Linked DNA regions of Mus musculus: all the other regions are linked to region 1. A link is a contact called in public Micro-C and promoter capture Hi-C data. All regions are on one chromosome and are shown on one strand. The core of a region is the stretch at or near the end of the contact, and the rest is flanking DNA. Distances in the headings are between cores, read along the strand shown. Region 1 holds the start of Crmp1 (collapsin response mediator protein 1). Region 2 holds the start of Adra2c (adrenergic receptor, alpha 2c). Region 3 holds the start of Hmx1 (H6 homeobox 1). Region 4 holds the start of Tmem128 (transmembrane protein 128).

What was found. Promoter capture Hi-C pulls out the DNA fragments that hold promoters and counts their contacts. A called contact is a pair of places that touch in the nucleus more often than the background predicts.
Region 2: a contact with region 1 is called in a Micro-C map of embryonic stem cells, with 4 times the contacts expected there. The contact joins the promoter of Adra2c here to the promoter of Crmp1 in region 1. A contact is called at or near these places in 1 of 39 promoter capture datasets (cranial neural crest) and 2 of 484 Hi-C or Micro-C datasets (both in embryonic stem cells).
Region 3: a Micro-C map of embryonic stem cells shows a contact between it and region 1, with 4 times the contacts expected there. The contact joins the promoter of Hmx1 here to the promoter of Crmp1 in region 1. A contact is called at or near these places in 2 of 39 promoter capture datasets (both in embryonic stem cells), 4 of 484 Hi-C or Micro-C datasets (all in embryonic stem cells) and 2 of 115 datasets of contacts at active chromatin or transcription factors (both in embryonic stem cells).
Region 4: a contact with region 1 is called in a promoter capture Hi-C map of embryonic stem cells, with 4 times the contacts expected there. The contact joins the promoter of Tmem128 here to the promoter of Crmp1 in region 1.

The regions. Positions count from the first base shown.
Region 1 is chr5:37,240,136-37,244,864 of GRCm38.p6, reverse strand. Crmp1 (collapsin response mediator protein 1) reads right to left here and starts at 2,807. Exons shown (of 14, transcript NM_001136058.2): 1 at 2,340-2,807. The coding sequence starts at 2,720.
Region 2 is chr5:35,276,458-35,281,186 of GRCm38.p6, reverse strand. It overlaps Adra2c (adrenergic receptor, alpha 2c), which reads right to left and starts at 2,621. Exons shown (of 1, transcript NM_007418.3): 1 at 1-2,621. The coding sequence starts at 1,301.
Region 3 is chr5:35,386,269-35,390,997 of GRCm38.p6, reverse strand. It overlaps Hmx1 (H6 homeobox 1), which reads right to left and starts at 2,137. Exons shown (of 2, transcript NM_010445.4): 1 at 1,509-2,137. The coding sequence starts at 1,881. It overlaps E130018O15Rik (RIKEN cDNA E130018O15 gene), which reads left to right and starts at 2,522. Exons shown (of 2, transcript NR_152157.1): 1 at 2,522-2,573.
Region 4 is chr5:38,258,128-38,262,856 of GRCm38.p6, reverse strand. It overlaps Tmem128 (transmembrane protein 128), which reads right to left and starts at 2,672. Exons shown (of 5, transcript NM_025480.4): 1 at 2,365-2,672; 2 at 719-860. The coding sequence starts at 2,455.

The sequences.
Region 1 (4,729 bases), core at 1,558-4,057:
ACTCCTCCACTTCCGGACTGCCAAGGGAGGTGAGGAACAGAAAAAACTCTGGACCCCGCTGGGGCCTTCCACCACATGGAGAAAACCAGTTACCTAGTCCACAGCAGGAGACCAAGAAGGGTTGTAGGCTGAAATAGAACAGCTTATATCCGGGAACACTGGCCTGTGATTTTTTTCCCCTTTTACAGATAGGAAACTGAAGCTTACAGAGATAAAATAGCATAAATTAGCTGCCATAGGGCAGCGTCACGAAGCGGGTTCTCTACTCATTAAGTCCTGCCTGTGCTCCAGCCCCTAAATTCTCCTTAATGACCGGAAGCTGCGGATGGCAGCAGCACACTTCTGTCTCCTGGATTCCTTTCCTCGCCAATAAATCATAGGTTCCGGTACCCGGGCATCCCCTGGGGTCAGCTAGGGGGTTCTGGGCAGGCAAGCTACAGAAAGGGGTTGGGCCACGTGCAAGTCAGAGGGAGGAGCCCTACTCGCTACTGGCCAAACAGATTGCTGCTCCCAAGCAGACTTTGCCGGTACAAAGCTTTACAGCCATCGGCCTCTGGCAACCACAAATGTTGCGCCTGCGCTGTTGGAACCCCTCCTCCCTCCCAAGAAAGAGCCTTATGGGCGGGGGAGGGGCCGGGCACTCTTTGCTGGAGTGGTTAAGGCTGACCCTATATCCCTAGACCTCTGCAACCCATGCCCTGAGATCTTCAGAAAGTAAATTACTCCATCCAGCGGGGCCGTGAATTCTTCTGCTCTAAGTCCCTACTATAGAGTGCTTTGGGAGGCCTCAGACACAGCCTTTTGTCAGGTCCCTAAGAAGCCAGGGAGAAAGGACAGAGGGGACCCGGGTGGGAAAAACACAGGAGCAGGTGAAGCAACTAGGGTCCAGAAACGCTAAGGAACATCTACCCGGTCGGCCATGGCGAAGCGGGAGACAAAGCTTGTGTGAATGACCCTGACCAGCGCCATGAAGCCAGAAGGACAGCTCCAGGCCAGTCACAAAGAGCACTCGCCTCCGTGGTATTCCCTTTGAGGGAAGCAGAGAACAGACTGCCACTCCCGGGTCTCAGATGAAGACATCTTAAAGAAGGTGAAACATCTCGACAGGTTCCAGGTGGCGTGGCTGGGTTTCTGAGACCTGAAGCCTTTGGTGGAGCTAGAGAGCCTGTTTCCCACGCGAGGTCGGACTACCAAGGAGGAGATAAAGGGATGGGGAACTGGACTCTGGCTAGTTCCCTGGTCCTCACCCCCGCCTCCAGCTCCCAGGCAGCAGATTCAGGACCATGGAGAGTTCCAGAGCAGGCGACAGAGCCGAAGCAAGAACACCGCCCTCAGACCAGCCCATTTTCTTCAAAACGCCTGTCCAGATTACAGTCCTGTTCAAACTCTTCCTCTGGGTTCACTTTCTCATAGTGTTAACGGAAAGGGCGAATTAATTAATTAAACCGAGAATGATGATAAAACTCCATAGCAAGCATTTATTGATCACTCTCGACCTGATTGAACTTAATTCTTGAAATGAGTCCACAGCTCTCTCTCCCCAGCCAGGGAACTTCTGGAGGGTGGGGCCAGGCTGCCGAGCCAGCCCAGCCCAGAGCTCAAGGGACAGCTTCCCAGAGCTGCTCCAACTTCTGTTTCCCAGACACGTGGCTCTGACCTCACCCACCCTGTCCAGGACTCTTCTGTCTGACCATCCGTATTCCCTGGTAAATTCCAACTTAGGGAAGAAAATCTCTAAAGCCCAAGCCCTGGTCATGTCTTTTCCTGAGGTCCCTCCTCACTTTCGGAAGTCGGGGAGTCCATACGCCTGGGTTCAAATCCCGGGTTCGCCTCCAATTTACACATCCAGGAGTGTCCTGGATGATTTCTTACTGCCCAGCATCTGAACCCTTAACCACATCGTCCCCCCAGGGAGGGGCGGGAGCAGCTGTATGAACAGAGTCATTCCGTGAACCTCTCCCAGAGCCAAGTGCAGCCTAAGCGTCCACGATCACTGGGTGAGCGGATAGATAGATGGAAGAAGACAGAGAATGCTCACCTTTTCACAGAACCCCAGAAGGTGAACGAGGCTTAAATTCACCTTACAGGTCCCTTAGCGGCAGCTGCAGCAACTTACTTCCCCTCTCAGAACCTGGCTTGGCTTTCTGAGGCTATGCTGGCCAACCCTGGCCTATCCTACAACCTCTCTGAACCTCTTGTAGGATGATGTGGGGGAGGGGCCGTAGCAGTCCCCCAGAACCTGGTGGCAGCGGGGCCCCCACACTCGCCCTCGCGCCACCCAAGCCCTGGGTCTCCAAGGGCCCCGCCCCCCACGTCCGGCCCACGTGCCCCGAGGGTACCTGGCCATTGTCCCGGCCGAGTGGCAGGTCGCGGGGCGCAGGACATCGGATGCGCAACGCTGGCGGTCTGTCATCGCGATCGCCTGGCGAACTGACAGCAGAGCCCGAGGGCTCGCTCACATCACTGGCCGTGTCTTCGCTGCCGCCGGGGCACGGCAGGCCCACGGCGTCGGGCCGGCCAGCGCTGCGTGGTGTGCGCGCGGAGCCGCGGCGGCCCACGCTGTAGGCGTCGAAGTCGATGGTCTTGTTCTCGTAGGCGCCCTCCACGGCGGCGAACATGCCGCCGTACTTCTGGCGCGGGGTCTGCGCCGCGCTGCCTGGCCGCGCCAGGTACACCGGCAGGTCGTCCTCCGTGTTCCACGCGCGCCGCCGCTCCGCCATCCCCGTCTCCGGCGGTCAGCTCTCGCCACCGCTGGCTCCGCGCTGAGCGCCTCGGTGCGGGCCCGCGGCGGCCCAAGCGCGACTGCGGTCGGGCAAAGAGGGAGGGAGGAAGGGCCGGGGCGTGGCCCGCGAGGGGCGTGGCCGGGGCGGGGCGGAGCCTACGGTGACCAAGACCAGCGCCACTGCCAGCTACAAAGGACCGTGGAGGCGGGGACAGCGGCCGGGGCGGGGAGGATGGTGACGTGCAGTAGCCGCAGCGCGGAGGGCGGGCGGCCGAGCCGCAGTGCCCTCCACGCACCCGGCTCTCCGCCTCTAGAAGGAGCGCAGGGCGCGGGCAGAGACGGGGTGGGGGCGGTGCGCGGGTGCACAACACACATACACACACGCACGTACACACGGTTAAGCTTCACCTCACAAACAAGAGTTGCACAGACATCAGCATGTCTGTACATGGTACATACACCCAAATCAGGTACCTCCGCGCTCCCTCCAGACAGCTAGCACACCATAGATACACACGCACACGCTCACACACGCTCGCGCGCGCACACCAGAGATTCCCTGTCAGGCAACCCCACGCACCACCAAAAATCATACAAAAATTAAATGATCTTAGATGCACAGTCAGAGGCATACACATCCAACTCCCCATTGGCTCACTCGACACTACTACACTGATTGCCTGATAGGATCTGGCACTAGTGTAGGTGCTGGGCACAGGACTAAGAGTAGAATGAAATCCCTGGTGTCAAGGGCCAGCTTCTAAAAGGTATGATAGAGAATGCAGCCTGCAGCACTCAGGAACAGAGGTTCCTATCCCATAGCAAGGAGGTCATGTTAGCATTACACTCCCAGACACTTGTCACTGAACCAATGACTCACACTCGTGCTGGATACACAGCCCAACAACATCTCAGGGTAAAGAATTTCCACACCACTACCAAAAGCAACCTCACAAAGGCTCCTTCACACACAGGCCTGTAGACTGCTGATAGGGAATTCGTGCACATCCCTACCAGACACGAGGGAAGGAAGAACTCTTGAACAGAACACTTAGGAAACAAATATGCAGGGATAGACACACAGGCAGTAGGCAATGACCCAGACGATAGCCTCCATCTATGGGCAGCTCCCACATCCTGAATACAGCCCACTCCAACTATGCCTGGAGCTTAATGTCTAGACTTGAGGGGCTTCTTTAACCAGGAAGAAGTATGGAGACTTGGGATCCCCTCATTTATTTATGACTTTCTAGCATAGGGGTTATGAGATTCCCTGGGGACCCAGGAATCTCAGCTGTGCTCTCTGGATGGAAGGCTCACAAGCTGCCAGCCCCCTAGGCAGACAAGTCCAAACTGGCAATCAGGATTGCTGGGGAACAGTAGGAAGCCGATTCAGCATCTGTCCCTTCAGTTAGCTTCCCCGGGCTAGGAGCTGTCCTTTCAGCACCCCACCAAAGGTCAGAGAAGTCTGTAGCCAACCTTGGAGAACTCCAGACAGACAGTAAACGTGACTGTTGAGACCTTAACCAGAGGACTCTGCCACATAGGAGGATCTGCGACATCAGCTGACACCTCACGCTCCCTCTGTGATTTAGCCAGTCTGCGCTGCAAGCAGGACGCTTCTGCTGTTGGGTTGAGGAAGCAGGAGAAGCAAACAGCTACCTCTCCATTCCATTTCATGTGGCTGCTCCTGTCTACCTGAGACCTCATGATTATCCAGTGTCAGTGGTCAGTTGGAAAGTTCCTTCCCTCCCCCCTTTATCTATACTTGCACACAGGGGCTAATGCTGAGCACACAGGAAAGTACAAAGTCCTTGTCCTCAGTGTCTATTCTAATTAAGTGCATGGTCTTCCACCCACCTCACCCATACCCTGGCTCTTCTATCCGCTTGTTCCTACATCCCATGAAGATTCAGTTCACCCAGGCATTCCTCTTGAAATAAGAAGAACTACACTGCAACCGTCCTCAATCTTTAATTGAAAACTCTGAAATACAATCCACAACAT
Region 2 (4,729 bases), core at 1,372-3,871, 2.0 Mb after region 1:
GTGTAGATGACCGGGTTGAGCGAACTGTTGCAGTAGCCGATCCAGAAGAAAAACTTAAAGAGCGGTTCTGGCAACTGGCAGGCCTCACGGCAGATGCCATACAGGCTGTAGCTGAAGAAGAAGGGGAACCAGCACAGTACGAACACGCCCATGACCACCGCCAACACGAAGGTGAAGCGCTTCTCGCGTGCCTGGGCCACCTTGCGGCGGCACACACTGCTGCGCGCCCGGCGCCGACGCGACAGGAAGAACTCGACGGAGCGCGAGCTGGCCCGCGACAGGCGCCCTCCGGGGCCTGGGGACCGAGACGCCGTCCGAGCACCCTGCTCGGCTGCCAGTCCCGGTCCCGGTCCGTCCGCACTGCCCGTGTCCCCCTCAGCACCCTCTCGCCGCCGTCCTCCTCTGCGCAGCGCGCCCCGGCGCCTCCGCCTCTCGGCCGCACTGCTCTCATCCGGCTCCACTTCAGTGCGCGGGGGCGCGCAATGCCCGTTCTCCCCCGCTGCCTTGCCCAGCCCATTCTCTGTGGTCGGGGACGCGCCGTCGGGGCCGGCGGGGCCGCGTTTCTCGCTGAGCGTACGCGTGCGCAGCTTGGCCACGCGGTAGATGCGCGCATAGACCAGGCCCATGATGAGGCAGGGCGCGAAGAAGGAGCCTATGCAGGAGGACAAGATGTACCAGGTCTCATCGTTGAGGCCGCACTGCGGATAGGCGGCGCCGTCGGGCCGGCGGTAGAACGAGACGAGAGGCGGGAAGGAGATGACAGCGGAGATGAGCCACACGGCCACGATGGTGGCCTTGACACGGCGCGGCGTGCGCTTCAGGTTGTACTCTACCGCTTGCGTCACCGACCAGTAGCGGTCCAGACTAATGGCACACAGGTGCACGATGGACGAGGTGCAGAAGAGCACGTCCAGTGCCAGGTATACACCACACCACACTTGCCCGAAGTACCAGTAGGCCATGAGCTCATTGGCCAGAGAAAAGGGCATGACCAGTGTGGCCACCAGGATGTCAGCTGAGGCCAGAGACACCAGGAAGAGGTTCTGCGGGGCGCGCAGTGCTCGGCTGGTCAACACAGCGATCACCACGAGCACATTGCCTACCACGGTGAAAACGATGAGGAAACCCACCACAGCTGCCAACCCCGCCACAGCACCTGCGGAGTACTGGCCCGGCGGTGGCACCCAGTCGGTCCCCGAGGCGTTGGCACCCCCGCCGCTACCCCATTCGCCCGCGTCGCTCCCGTTGGGGCCCTCAGCCGCCGCCGCCGCCAGCGCCGCGGCCAGCGCTGGGGACGCCATGGTCCTCCCGAGAGCTACGCGGTCCTGCCAGGAGCCCGGGCGCAGCCTCGGCAGCTCGGGCGCCCCACAGCCAGGGTCGGCGTCCGCATCGCCGCCTGCTCCTCCGGCGCGCCGGCTGGGGGCCACGAAGCCCCGCAGCCGGCTCTCGGCCGTGGTGGCCCGGCGGGCGGGCGGCGCGCCGGAGAGCGTGGCTGCCGGGCTCCCCGCAGCTGCCGCGCGCGTAAGTGCAGAGCTGGAGGTGCCCAGAGAGCGCGGCGACGCGGCGGTGGGGGGGAATGGGGGTAGGTCCCGGGTCCTCGAGCGGCCCCGCCCTCGGCCTGGGTTCAGTGGGAGCGTCCCGGCCGCCAGCCCACGGAGATGCGGTGTCCAAGCTGGTGCACGCAAGCGGCTCCACGGTCCGGGTGCCCGACTGGGCTGCAGGCTGCAGGCGGCGGCCCGGACACTCTGCTTCCCAACGGGCTGGCTGGGGCTAAGCGAGCCGGGGCGCAGGTTGCCGTTCTTCCGGGTCCCTGCAACTTTACTTTGCGGGGCTGGGCGCCGACACCCGCGGTCCTCCTGCTGCTCCCGAGTGCGGGCGCCCCCCAAGGTCCGCGTTCGGCCGTGCGGGCGCCGCCTCGCCCTCCCCGCTCGCCGGTGCAGCGTCTCCGCCGCCGCGGAGCGCTTGGCGCAAGTGCTGTCGCCCGGGCTCGGCTTCCAACTTGAGTCCAGTAGCGCAGCGGGGAGGGCGCAGCGGGGCGGGGCGGGGCGCCCCGCAGGCCCGAGCCGCGGGCCCGGGGGGAGCGGGCCGGGAGCCGGAGCCCGCGGCCGCCTGGGCGAACCTGCCGGCGGCGCCGGGGAGGAGCCCTAGGCGGCGGCGCAGGGCGCGCACTCGGCGAGGGCGCCCCCTCCAGGGCCAACTGCAGCCTGCGGGGCCCGGCTGAGCGCGGGCTGGCCTGAGCGGTGAGTTCTAGAAGCCTGCTCTTTCTAAGATCGTAGTCTCCACCTCACTCGGTTACAGGCGACGGAGCGCGCGCGGGCGCGCACACCGGCTCGTAAGGGGCTGGCTCGGGGTCCGCGGCCTGATTGGAGAGTGCGCTTGTAGCAGCATGGCAGAGACACTGCTGGTGCGCATCATTCCTTTGGAGCTTAGGGTCCCTGCTCCCCTGCAGAGCCACCTCCTCAGTCAGCCTCAGTTCCCTCCTCTGAGTACCTCTCAGCGCTGCGGGATCGTGAATCATAACCACGGTGTCAGTCGAGGCCCAGATCAAGCTCCCAAGCTCTATACCCATGTTGGCAATTGTTGAAGTTGAATCTTAATGCTGTGTGATCCCGCTTTTCACAGCTGGAGGGGACGCTCCAGACCTGCGCTTTTGACAAACTCAAAACTGACCTGCCCCATGCAGCGTGATTTTGTGGGAGTAGGTTTAAGAGAGGGCGAGCAAATCAAATGTTGGGGAGATCTCGTGTCAGTTTCACAGAGGTTCTGTCACGTGTGGCCTGAGTTGAGTTGAGGCACTGGTCTCTGCCTCCAGGCAGCCCCAGGTCTGCAGGGAGGATGTGGCCAAGAGAATAAATTGGACTTTCCAGACCTAGCGTTTCCCTGCTAGAACTAAAGGAGTACCATTCTCTCCACCAAGGCTGGCCAGGACCTCATTACACAGGTCAGATAGACCGGAAAGGGAGGGGAGTTGGCAATCCACTGGCAGAAGGCCTCATCAGAAAGTCATTCTGAGGACCTTGGAGCCATGACCTGTGGCATCTGGACTTGTCCCTGCTCTGGTGGCTGCTTCTCCCTGCAGTCCTTGAGGATAGTGCAACCTCCTTGTGGGCACTGCAGCCCTAGAGGACCCACAGGACCTACCCTCAGGGCAGGGGTGTCCAACTAGGATTAGGCAGACGACAAACATTTCAGACCATGGGCCTGTCTTGAGTACTGTGCCCGTGCAGGACACACTTCTTGATGCCTGTCCTGGGCACTTTCTAACTCAGGGCTTGCAAAGTGCCATGTGCTGTCACCTGAGAATGTGAACTATGAGGAAGAACCGCCAAGGTTTTTTAACAAGTCCTTCTTACCCAGAGGCCCCAACAAGGGCCACTGATCAAAACAACTTCAGTTGGTTTGTATAGAAGCCCCCAGATGACTCCAACATCAGTATATTGGAGGAAGAGGAGGTCTGGCCTTATGGTGTTTGTGTCTGGATATTCACCCCCACACTGAGTGCCATCAAAGCCCTGGAACTTCCCCACCCCCCATCCCTACCCCCAACCCAGCCTAGAAGCAAAGGAGGAGGTGACAGCATGTATCACCTTTGGATATGGAGGAGTTATTAGGAAAAAGCTTTGTGGACCATGCTCCCTAGGGACTGAGGTAGTCCCCAGTGTGTGGATGGTCCCTAAGACAGAGTGCTCTTTAGGAATGTGGGTACTCCTTCAGATGGGATGCTTCTTTGGTGAGAGTGCCCCCCGAAGAGGCTGGTTTAGTTCTGAGGATGTGGGAGCCTGAGGACGATGAGGGGAAGGGCAAGTGGGCACTGGTCGGGTACTGTTGGAGAGATGGCTTCTCCCCTTGCAGGCAGCATTGTGGACCTGCCTGAGTCAGAGATGCTGTCATATGAGAAGCTGAGGGGACAACAGGTAGTCTAGCCCAAGCCCTGACTGCACACAGCCTCACGTTTCCAAGTGATGCCTGCCTAGGCAAAGGGATGCCCTGGGAGCCCTGCAAGGGAAGCCTGCAAGGGCATCTGCAGGGCTCGCTACTGAGTGACCTAGGCTCTTGGGGATGATGGCTACATGCTGTAGGGATGCTGACCATACCTCCCGGCATAACTGAGAGGAAGCCACTCTGGAGTCAGCAGCCAGAAGTGAGAGTTAAAGAGTCTGCTCATTTGAGGGCAGCTGGTGAGACCCCCTGGGGTGGCAGGAACTTACGAAGAGGCTGAACTAGCCTCTTTGCCCAGAGATAGCCAATTAGCCCCAACAGTCTGCTTCTGGTTGTTCTGTGGCAGGAAACAATGTGTGCCCCTACAGACTGTGTGTTCAAGAGTAGTTGGTGGCAGGCCACACTGGGTGTTTGTACCTACTATGTGAGGGCATTCTGGGAAGGTCCTGGTATATTTCAGAAGGAAATCCATGTGAAGTGAAGCAGCCTGGGTATTCAGAGTGGTGGGTATACTGGTGCCTAGAAGTGCGGGGTTGGTCCAGCCAGGGTTGCATAGTGCCTGGATGTTGGGTCCTAGGCTCTCAATTCCCTGCCAGGCCTCTACCACAGGATCTGGTTGCATGTCTGTGTGAATCCTGGGAGCAGTGCGCATGCTGCAAAGCAGCCGTGACATGGGCTGACGGGAGCTGGGCTCCTTGAATCACCCTGGTGTACTCACAGGTATGCGTGAACACATGCACCTCACTCCCTCATGGGCTCATGCACATGGATATGCTTATTCAAGTGTGCA
Region 3 (4,729 bases), core at 888-3,387, 1.9 Mb after region 1:
ACCAGGTTAAATAAGTTCCCGTGGGCTCCCACTTCTCCTCTAGACATCTGGGTCCATGAAACCAATTCAGGCTGGTCTGTCCTTCTGCCTGACCGATGGATCAGAGGTCAAGGTGGGTTTTGGCCCAGGTTATGCCTCAGTACAGTGGACTTGTGCTTACAGCTAAACTCCGCCTGGTTTCCTTGAAAGCATCCCCCTCAGTGCCCATGCAATGTCGCCTAGCAGGATGGTGTGTATGCAGCCAGACCATAGGGGAGGTCCTACAAAGACACCCAAAGCCCCTACACTCGGAGGTCTGTCCATGTGTTGCCATAAAGTGCTAATCTGACTCACCTGCTCGCTTGACTCAACAGGAACAGAGAACTCTAACCCGCATGGCACGAAATAAGGCAAAAGGCCGGGGTGGGGTGGGGGTGGGGGTGGTGGTGACTATTGGACTACAGGTGAGGATGGCCCAACTAAAAGGGAGAATAAAATGCGCCCTGCAAGAGCCTCCTCACTGGATACTACTGACCCCTGTTTAAGCTTATGTAAAGAAGGCAGGCATTCCAAACCTGGGCTGGGAGACTTGTCCTACTCCATACCAGGAGTGGGGTGAGTACCTAATAGAAAAGAACGGGCCCCAGGCCACCTCCTACCCCAAAGCTTATACACAGAGCCTGGGTGGGCACCCTTTAGTTATATATAAGTCTGTGTGTTTAGGGACCCGGCTGGCTCAAGGGGCTGGGGTGAGGAAGGTTGAAATACCCTTCTAGTCTCAAGGGTTGCTCTCTAATGAGCAGGTCCTAAGAGAGGTTGAGGTCTGGACCCTCTGGAGACAGGCAGTCAGAGTCAGGATGTCCAGGCCAGAGGGGTAAGTGGGTTCTGGGACTGAGAAGCCCCCACCCCCATTCTCTGAGCCCTCTGCAGGAAACAAAGGCCAAAGAGGGGGAGGGGCAAGAAAAGAAGAGAGGGGTGGGATGGACCCTTCAGAGTGGGCTCCTACCAGCCTCAGCCTTTGGGCCTGAGAAGACCCAACGCAGGCTCAGGCCCAGCCCATGGTCTTACTGCGCAGCAGGGAGGGCAAAGGATACTTTGGGGTTGCAATTGCTATAGAAGAAGGCCTCCCATCCAGCCTCCATAGCTGTGGTCTCTCAGCTCTGCCCCTTTTATTTTAGTGCTTGACCCCCGCGGCCTCCCCTCCTCTGCCACCTTTCCTCTTCCTTCACTTCCCTTTCACCTTCGATGTTTCTCCAAACACACTCTTTCCCCTTCTCATCTTTCCGAGGCCTATTTCACTCTCCTCTCCGAATTTTGTGTTCTTGGGCCTGATCCTAGCCTTAGCAGCTTCCTACATGCAGTGCCATCCCCAGTCTCCAACAATTGCCCATCCAAGGGGATCTCATACCACCCAGGCCCCAGTACACAGGAAGACTAGGAGCTCACTAAGCCCGAAGTCACCAAAAGAATGCATAGGGAGGGAGCAGAGCCCTGACCATTGCCCACCCCTTCCCCGCAACCTCACTCACTGTCAGGACTTAGACCACCTCCGTAGCCGCCGTGCACCCGTGGGTACCACCGCGTTGTACCTCCGCAGCCGAGCGCGAAGGGCGGGCCGGGCCCAGGAGGCGGCCGGGGCCCTAGGCCCAGTGCCCGGGCCCTCGCCTCCCCGCCCGGCCCGCTGCCCGCGCGCTGCTGTCGCCGCCGCTGTAGTCGTCGTCGCGCCTGCTCCGGATCCTCGTCCTCGGGGTCGTCGTCGTCCTCTTCCTCTTCCTCGCGGACGCCATCGCCCTGGGTTGAGCGCCCCGCGCCCTTGGCCTCGGCTGCTAGCAGGTTCTCGATGAGGAAGGAGGAGGCGCGAGCTGGTGTGGCGCGCCCGGGCTCGGTCAGCTCATCCGGCATCGCGGCCGCGGGCCCGTCGGGCAAGGCTGGGATCCTGGGGGTCCCTGGTTGCCTGGGGCGCAGCTGCTCTTCCCGGCCCCGTTTGGATAGTGGCGAACGGCCGCCTGGCGCACGCGCGGCCTGGCCCTGGAGAGCCGCTGCCCGGAGTGAGGGCGTCGGGCTCCACGAGGCGGGCGTCGGCTTCTGTGCCGGGCTGGGCTGGGCGGGAGCGGGTGCGCGCGGACGGCCGTTCCCGCAGCAGCCTCCCTCGCGTTTCTCCGAGCGGTTCAGGTCGCCGCCCCGGCTGGCCTCACGGGAGGGGGAGGGGGCGGTGCCGGGGGCGGGGCGGCGCGAGTTTCGTAGGCTCAGCCCCAACGACCCGCTGCAGCCCGGAGAGAAGCCATTGCCGGAGATGCTGCCCGGCCGGACTCTGCGCGCAGGTGGTGGCAGGGCCCAGGGCAGGAGACCCGGTGGTCCTGGGGGTACGACCCCGCGAGATGCGTTCCGGCGCCCCCCACCCCGGTACCCGCGCCAGGGAGTGGGAGAAGGCGGGGCCTCGGCTGGGAGGTCGACCATTGGCTACAGGGTCGCTGTGAAGCCCAGACTGGCCAATCGCATCCGAGGAGAGCCTTGCTCACCCTCCGGGAGCGTGTCGGAACCCGCAGAACGCTCGGTTTGTGCGTGAGTCCCTGTGACTGTGTATTTGCGCGCGGGTAAGGACTATTGCCGACTGGGCCGCAGTCTTTTTCTTTTTTTTTAAGACCTCGCGTGTAATTTAAAACGGGGATTCTGCCAAAACAAGTTTGCAGAGACGCAGCATGTTTTAACTCTTACGCGTAACGAAATATGCTCTTGGTGCCATCGCGCTGCGATGGAATGCTCTCATATCCCGGGCTCAGTTTCGGTGTGTAAAGAGAGTCAAGCCCGAAGGTGCCCCATGGTGTCACGCTGGGTAGGAACAGATTACATTTGCTCTGGCACCTCCATTGCCCGGCCTTCTCACTCTCTTTCAGGCTGGTAAGAGCTTCGTGCCTAGCCACTGTGCGGGACTGCAGGTCTTGAGGAACAATTCCTCTTTCTGCCTCTCTTGCCCTGCACAAAGTGAATTTTCTTCCCCCGCTTCAGGAGCAAGGCCGCAGAGGGTAACCCAGACTTCGCTGAGACCAACGGAGCTGTGATCCACTTCCAACAGGAATAGGGGGACAGCCTAGTCACTGAGCGGAACGCTTCACTGGATGCGGGTTATCACGGAAGGCCCATCTAGCTGCTCAGTGCGGGTCACAGACAGTGCGTAAAGAAGTGTGTCCCACTGTCCAGGAGAAGGCAACTGCAGGCCCGGAGCCCACTTTGTTTAATCTCCCCAACAAGAGAAATAGAGGGAAATAGAGTCACCCTATACTTCAAAGGGAAAAACTAATGTGAAAAGAGAGCGCTTCCCCTCCCTCCCACTATAAGTGGCTCTTGAGGATATAGAAGGATGGATGAGCCGCCAGGCTAAGGAACCTTTGGGGTCTGCACCCTGGCTAGAAACCTGGATGGGAAGTGGGTTTTGTGCACGATAGGACTTGATTTTGGAGCCATATTGGGCAAGGCAAGAGGAATCGCTGGCAAGCAGCCACATTTCATAGGTGAGGGCTCTGAGTCAAAGTTGGGTGTCTCCAACTTTGACTCAGAGTGTCCCAAGTGCTGTTACTTCCTGGGTGTCCCAGCTCAGACATACTCAGGGACCTGGGTAGAGGTGGGGGCGGGGAGGGAGAAATTAGCAATGATATTTGTTTGTAGGAATCAGGCACAACCCCTGGGCCGGCCAATTCAGGTTGGTTTTGTTGTTGGTGGTGGTTTGTTTTTGTTTTGATATGGTTTTTCGTTTTTCCGAGTTAGGGTATCTATGTTAGCCCAGAGATCCTTTTGCCCCTGCCTCCTGAGTGCTGGGATTAAAGGCATGAGGCATCACTGCAGGGCTCGGGGTTGTTTTTTGAAGTGATGAAGAAACAGACCAGAAAGGAGCCCTACTAAAAATGGTGATGGAGAGAACCGTCCAACTTCTGCAAGTTCCAGGCTCCCCTTGTGAACAGTACCTTCCTGCTTGTAAAATGGAGCCTGTTGGGTGGGTGCTGTGGCTTCCATTTTATTTCTCTGCTCTCTGGATGGGGGAGCCAGGCTGGGCTTCTTAGGCACCAGGGTTGTAATTCCCTCTGCCCTAGGGCCCTGGCCCTTGGTCCTGGCCCCTTGTGGTTACACCGGTTACACCTTACACCGTGGATAAGTGCTGCTCCCATACTCCATTGGGCAGAGAGAGACCTGCCTGGTCTTACCCAGCACTCCCTCTGGAGCCGTGCATCAGAGTGGCGCCTCAGTACTAGACCAGCAAGGGATGGTGGTCAGAAATGGGGAAAGGGCATCCACATCTCCTGGTACTGGCTTGGGAGCACTAGAAAGAGGGTGACAGCCACACTACTTGGCCTCTGGATCCTACGGACTACAAGTGGTGGTACCACTCAGGAGCAGGGTGTGTATGTGTCAGGAACTCCCAAGTTAGCCCTGTGGGTGCTCACCCAGGTCCTGGGGGCCCCAAGCTCAGCCTACACGGAGGAGAGCAGAGAGGTACTGCTTGAATCCTTCCTTGCTGCCAGAGTTTTAGCACTGATGCTGCCCAGCGTATAGGCTGGTTTGTCCCAATTCAAGGCCAATTTGGCTGAGGAAGTAAGGCTGCCAAGCACTAACCCAAGCAGCAACTTCTGGTGCTGCCTTGCCAGAGCCCTCTATATTCCTCCACAGAGTTCTGGGGCTGGAGGACTGTCCCCTTCCAAGCCATGCCCATCCATGTTCACACACAGTAGCTGTGCAGGCTGTGGCATCTCTCCCCACT
Region 4 (4,729 bases), core at 1,423-3,922, 1.0 Mb before region 1:
GATAGAGGTCAATAGTGTGCATGCACATGTATATATGTATATGTGTATATAGGTATAAGTGTATATGTGTATATAAGTGTATATTGTACATATAGGGGGGCATGTAGGTCAGAGGTCAACCCTGCGTGTGTGTGTGTGTGTGTGTGTGTGTGGGTGGGTGTGGGTGTGGGTGTGTAGGCTAGAGGTCAGCGCTGGGTGTCTTTCTTGATCACTCTCCACCTTGTTTTTAAGACAGGGTCTCTCACAGACCTGGAGCTCACCGACTCATGCAGACTAACCAGTCAATAAGCCCGGGGACCCCGCCCCCACCTACTCAGAGCTGGGATTAGAAGCACCAAACTGCCTTGTTTCCTTTTTTTTTCTCTGTTCATTTGTCTGTTTTCTAATGTAGGTTCTGGGGATCAAACACTGATCAACATGCTTATAATATAATAGCAAGCACTTTACCAAATAAATCATCTCACGATCTCTTAACTGTTTAGTGAATTCAACTGACAAACTATAACACGCAAAACATGAAGCAACTGGGTTTGTTTTTTTTTGTTTGGGTTTTTTTTTTTTTTTTTTTTTGTTCTTTCTTTTTTTCATCTCACTAATATAGGCTGTCCTGGAACTCAATGTGTAGCTTTAAACTCAAGAGATCCACCTGCCTCTGTTTCCCAAGTTCTGGAATTAAGATCATTGTGTCACTATGCCTGGAGAAACAACATTTTCTTACCTATTGGTGTGAAAATTTTCTTTAAAGGTTTTAAAGAAGTCAACATAATAGGTCACAACGATGGATGCCAAAATCCAGAATCCAGAATGAATGTTAAGTCTTGGAAGAGGTCGCTCCTTTTTCTCAACAGCTGTGGGTGTTTCTATAAAATAGGGGAGATTTTGAGTTATGAACTCGCCCAGTTTTTTACACCAGATGAAGTCATCTCCTAGAACTTTCCAGTAACCAGAATCCCTCCCACTAAGGTGGGAGCTCCTTCTGTCAGAGCATCAGGATACGTGTATATATAGGGGCAGAGGCGTCACCCAGTGGTAGAATATATCTTGAGTATGCATGAAGTCTTGAGTTCTATGCCAAGAACCTACCAAACAAATAACAAAAATGGTAGATTTACATTTGCTGAAATAGTTAATAGGTACTCACTAGAAAATATGCTCAATATTACTGGTTATTGCTGAAAAATGAATCTTGGAATCGCATTTCATAATCTTCTAGCTACAGCAATGCCATCCAGAAGTATGGTATAGCACACACTTTATTTCACATTTCCTCTAGGGAAGTAATTAATTATGTTAACTAAGTAAAATGTCAAAAGCAGGGGAATGAGAGGGTTCAGCAGGTAACATGGTTGCTGCACAAACATGAGAACCTGAGTTCATCCCCAGCATCCACAGAGACAGGTGGATCCAGGGGCCAAGGGACATCTAGTCTCAAAAAAAATGTGGAGACCAAAAGAGCAAGATGCGCAATCTCTGGCCTCCAAAAGCACGTGTACCAATTAATGAGTGCGCATACACTAATAAAAGGAAAACGCCAAATACAATAAAATTTATACCAAAATATTTTAAACAGACATCAGCTTTTGGGGTAGCTCCAACATGGAGTAACACACCAGAGCTGTAGCCCCGGAAGACAGCATAGACTGCACAGTTGACAGGCGAGTCACTGCTCTCCCTGCAAACAAAATGAAGGGATTCCGACATGCCATCTCTGTATGAGGACTACTGGTTTCCAAGTGAGGTCTCTAGACTATCAGTCTGTAGAGAGGTTACTACTAACACAAATTCTTGAAGATATTCTCAAAATGCACACAAACTGCCAGTGTTTATTTTGAAAAGCTAACAAATAAAGTTCTTACAATATCCAGGTCAAACAGCTCTAAAATAAAGTGTATCTCATCCTTACCGTTCTCTAGCCTATAGGAAGCTAGCATGATTCGTTCCTATGAAATTGCTTTTTATTCTGTGCATCTACAGGCAAAAACACATAATGGAGTGTAGTTCGTACCCAAATGGTGACATGTCATAAATATTGTTCTGAGATACCTTCTGAAAACGGCCCACAGGGATACAGAAAAGTCTATCTGATGTCCAGGCAGAGATACATCTAATCCAAACTGATTTTTGCTAGCTTTCTGCTGACAGGCAGCTAAGTACATACATCCGTACCGTATTACATTGGGGCAAAGCTGAAGTGGTCGGTTTTGGTTTTAGTTTTAAAGGGGGTTTCCAAGCCGGCATTAAGTCGACTCTCCACGGAATGCGGAAATACGGCTCAGGGGAGGATGGGATGGTTGAAAGACCTGTCAGGACCCTGGACACCGACTCGCGGCCCCACTCTGGGCCCCAGAGTCTGGGGAGCCTCACCCGGCTTGGCCTCGTCCTCGCAGTCCAGCTCTACTTCGGAAGGAAACAGGTAACGCCGCCGTAGCTGCTCCCGAGCCCACGGAGCGTCCATCTTGGCGCCCGCCAGTGCGACGGAAGTGACCGCACGCAGCACTTCCGGCGCCAGGTCCAAGGGCGGAATCTCCGGACGCTCGGAATAAAACTGTATTACCTTGGCGGTTTTAGTGGGCGAAGAAACCGCACTAAATCACCAAGAAGCACTTGAACTTTAAAATACGGATCTCTGGTCTCAGGAGCAGTGGGTCCCTGTATTATTACTATCTATGGAAGCTCTAAAGGACCAAGGTTAGCGTTGCCTCTGGCTGCGCGGTCCTGAGAACATCCAGTTTCCAGCGCCTAAACGTAGAAAATAACCTTCTATCCAAGGCTAAACTTCCAAGCCCCAGTCTCCCGGTTACTCCAGCTCTGTAGGGGTTCCACCGCTAGTCTGGGATGAGTTGTAGGCAGTCCCAGGGACAGCAAAGAACCGCCAGATTAGGGGGAAACGACCTCTGAGATTAAAAGAAATTGCACTCCCCCAACATCCCTGTCAGTTTACCAGAAAGCAGGAAAGTGACAGGGTTCATATTCAGCATTCTGAGCCCCAATAATGAGCTGTTCTTCCTCATTTTTATTTATTTATTTATTTATTTATTTTTGGTTTTTCGAGACAGGGTTTCTCTGTATAGTCCTGGCTGTCCTGGAACTCACTTTGTAGACCAGGCTGGCCTCGAACTCAGAAATCCACCTGCCTCTGCCTCCCGAGTGCTGGGATTAAAGGCGTGAGCCACCATACCCGGCTTGTTTTTCCTCACTTTTAAGGTTGTTCAGAAGTATAACTCTGAGGCAGATGATACTGCCTCAAGGTCCTCAATTTTTCACTTTCATAGCTTGGATGAGTGAAAGAGCATGCAATCTGACTAACTCTGCAGGAAACTCCCTCCCAGATGTGATGACACCTTTTGCCTCCAGAGTCTGCATTCCTCTTATAAACTGCAGCTTTCCCCAGTTTCTGGGAATTCATTTTGGAAGCAATTCCCCCTTGTTCCAATTTGCTGTAAATAAGGTTTTTGTTTGTTTGTTGTTGTTGTTGTTGTTGTTTGTTTTGATTTGTTTTATTTTTCTGTGATCACTACTTTGGTATTCTGTTCATTTTGTCTCTGGTAATACTTACAGGTTGCATGGCTTTGGGCAAGGAAGGAACCCAAGACTATTTGCTTTTCTGCCTAATAGACATTATATCCATCTCTATATCTGGTTTGTTGGGCTTGAGGGAAAACCAATGGTTTAGGGATCCTGTGAGCCCTCTTCTCTCGGCTTGTGAAAAATAGCCCTCTCTGGACTGTGGGAACCAGCCTTCTTTTCCAGCCAATTGTTCCCACCACCCAGTGCCCATAATCTGCATTTCACTGGATCACAACTTATTCTTCTATCAAGAGTCCTATTGTTTATTCTCCTACTCTTTCCCTAGTGAGTCATGAGCTGAGAAAGTTTGTGCTTAACCAGTCAAGCGTGTATTGCACCTGCTATTCACTATGAACTGCCATGCCTGAGGCCGGACAATGGAGACAAGATGAGTAAGAACTGACCCTGCTCTTGAAGTGCTCCTGGTTCAAACCTGACCTCAGATATAGAAGAGAAGACAGTGCTGCTTGAAATGTCGAGGCGTGTTTCATTAATTCGAGCAGAGCAACATTTTCTGACTAGCTACTTAGAGTAAATGCTGAGGACGAGGTAGGGATGTAATGGCGGAGATAATGTCAGTCTGGTGCCATAATGGAAATCTGCCTGTGGGATGTGGGGAGTATGGAAGAGAACTGGTGTGTTCTGCCAGGGGATGTAAGGAAGGCAGAGAGGTGGGCTGAATACAGCATCACATCCCGGCAGGAAAATCTGAGCGCTCTTCCATATGGTGTGGGGGCTGATGAAGAAATAGGAAAGGGGTTGAGTTTCTCTGAATTTGTTTCTGTTGTTACTTTAGCTTTCCTGCATCCCTTGAGGCAAAGAGTAATGGCTGAGCAGCTCGGATGGCCTTTCTAAACAATAACTCCCTTTTCCTGGTTTCCTTTTCTTTCCAGGATCCTAAAGAACCAGATTCAGCTCTTCTCTGTCCTCCTCTTTTCCCCCCTGTACAAAGTTAGAAAGTCTTGTTAACAGAAAAGTCAGTTTGTCCCATCAGCTAAGAAGGGTCACTGCTGGGTCTCCCTTGAAACTGGATATTCCCAAGAGAGTCACAGCCGTTCTGGAGTTTCCATATGTGGTATATTTGGGTCAGGTCAAGTTTCCCCTGTGGTGTTTCCGAAGACTTTGTGTTTAGATCTGAAATCCTTCCAGGTATTTCCCCTGG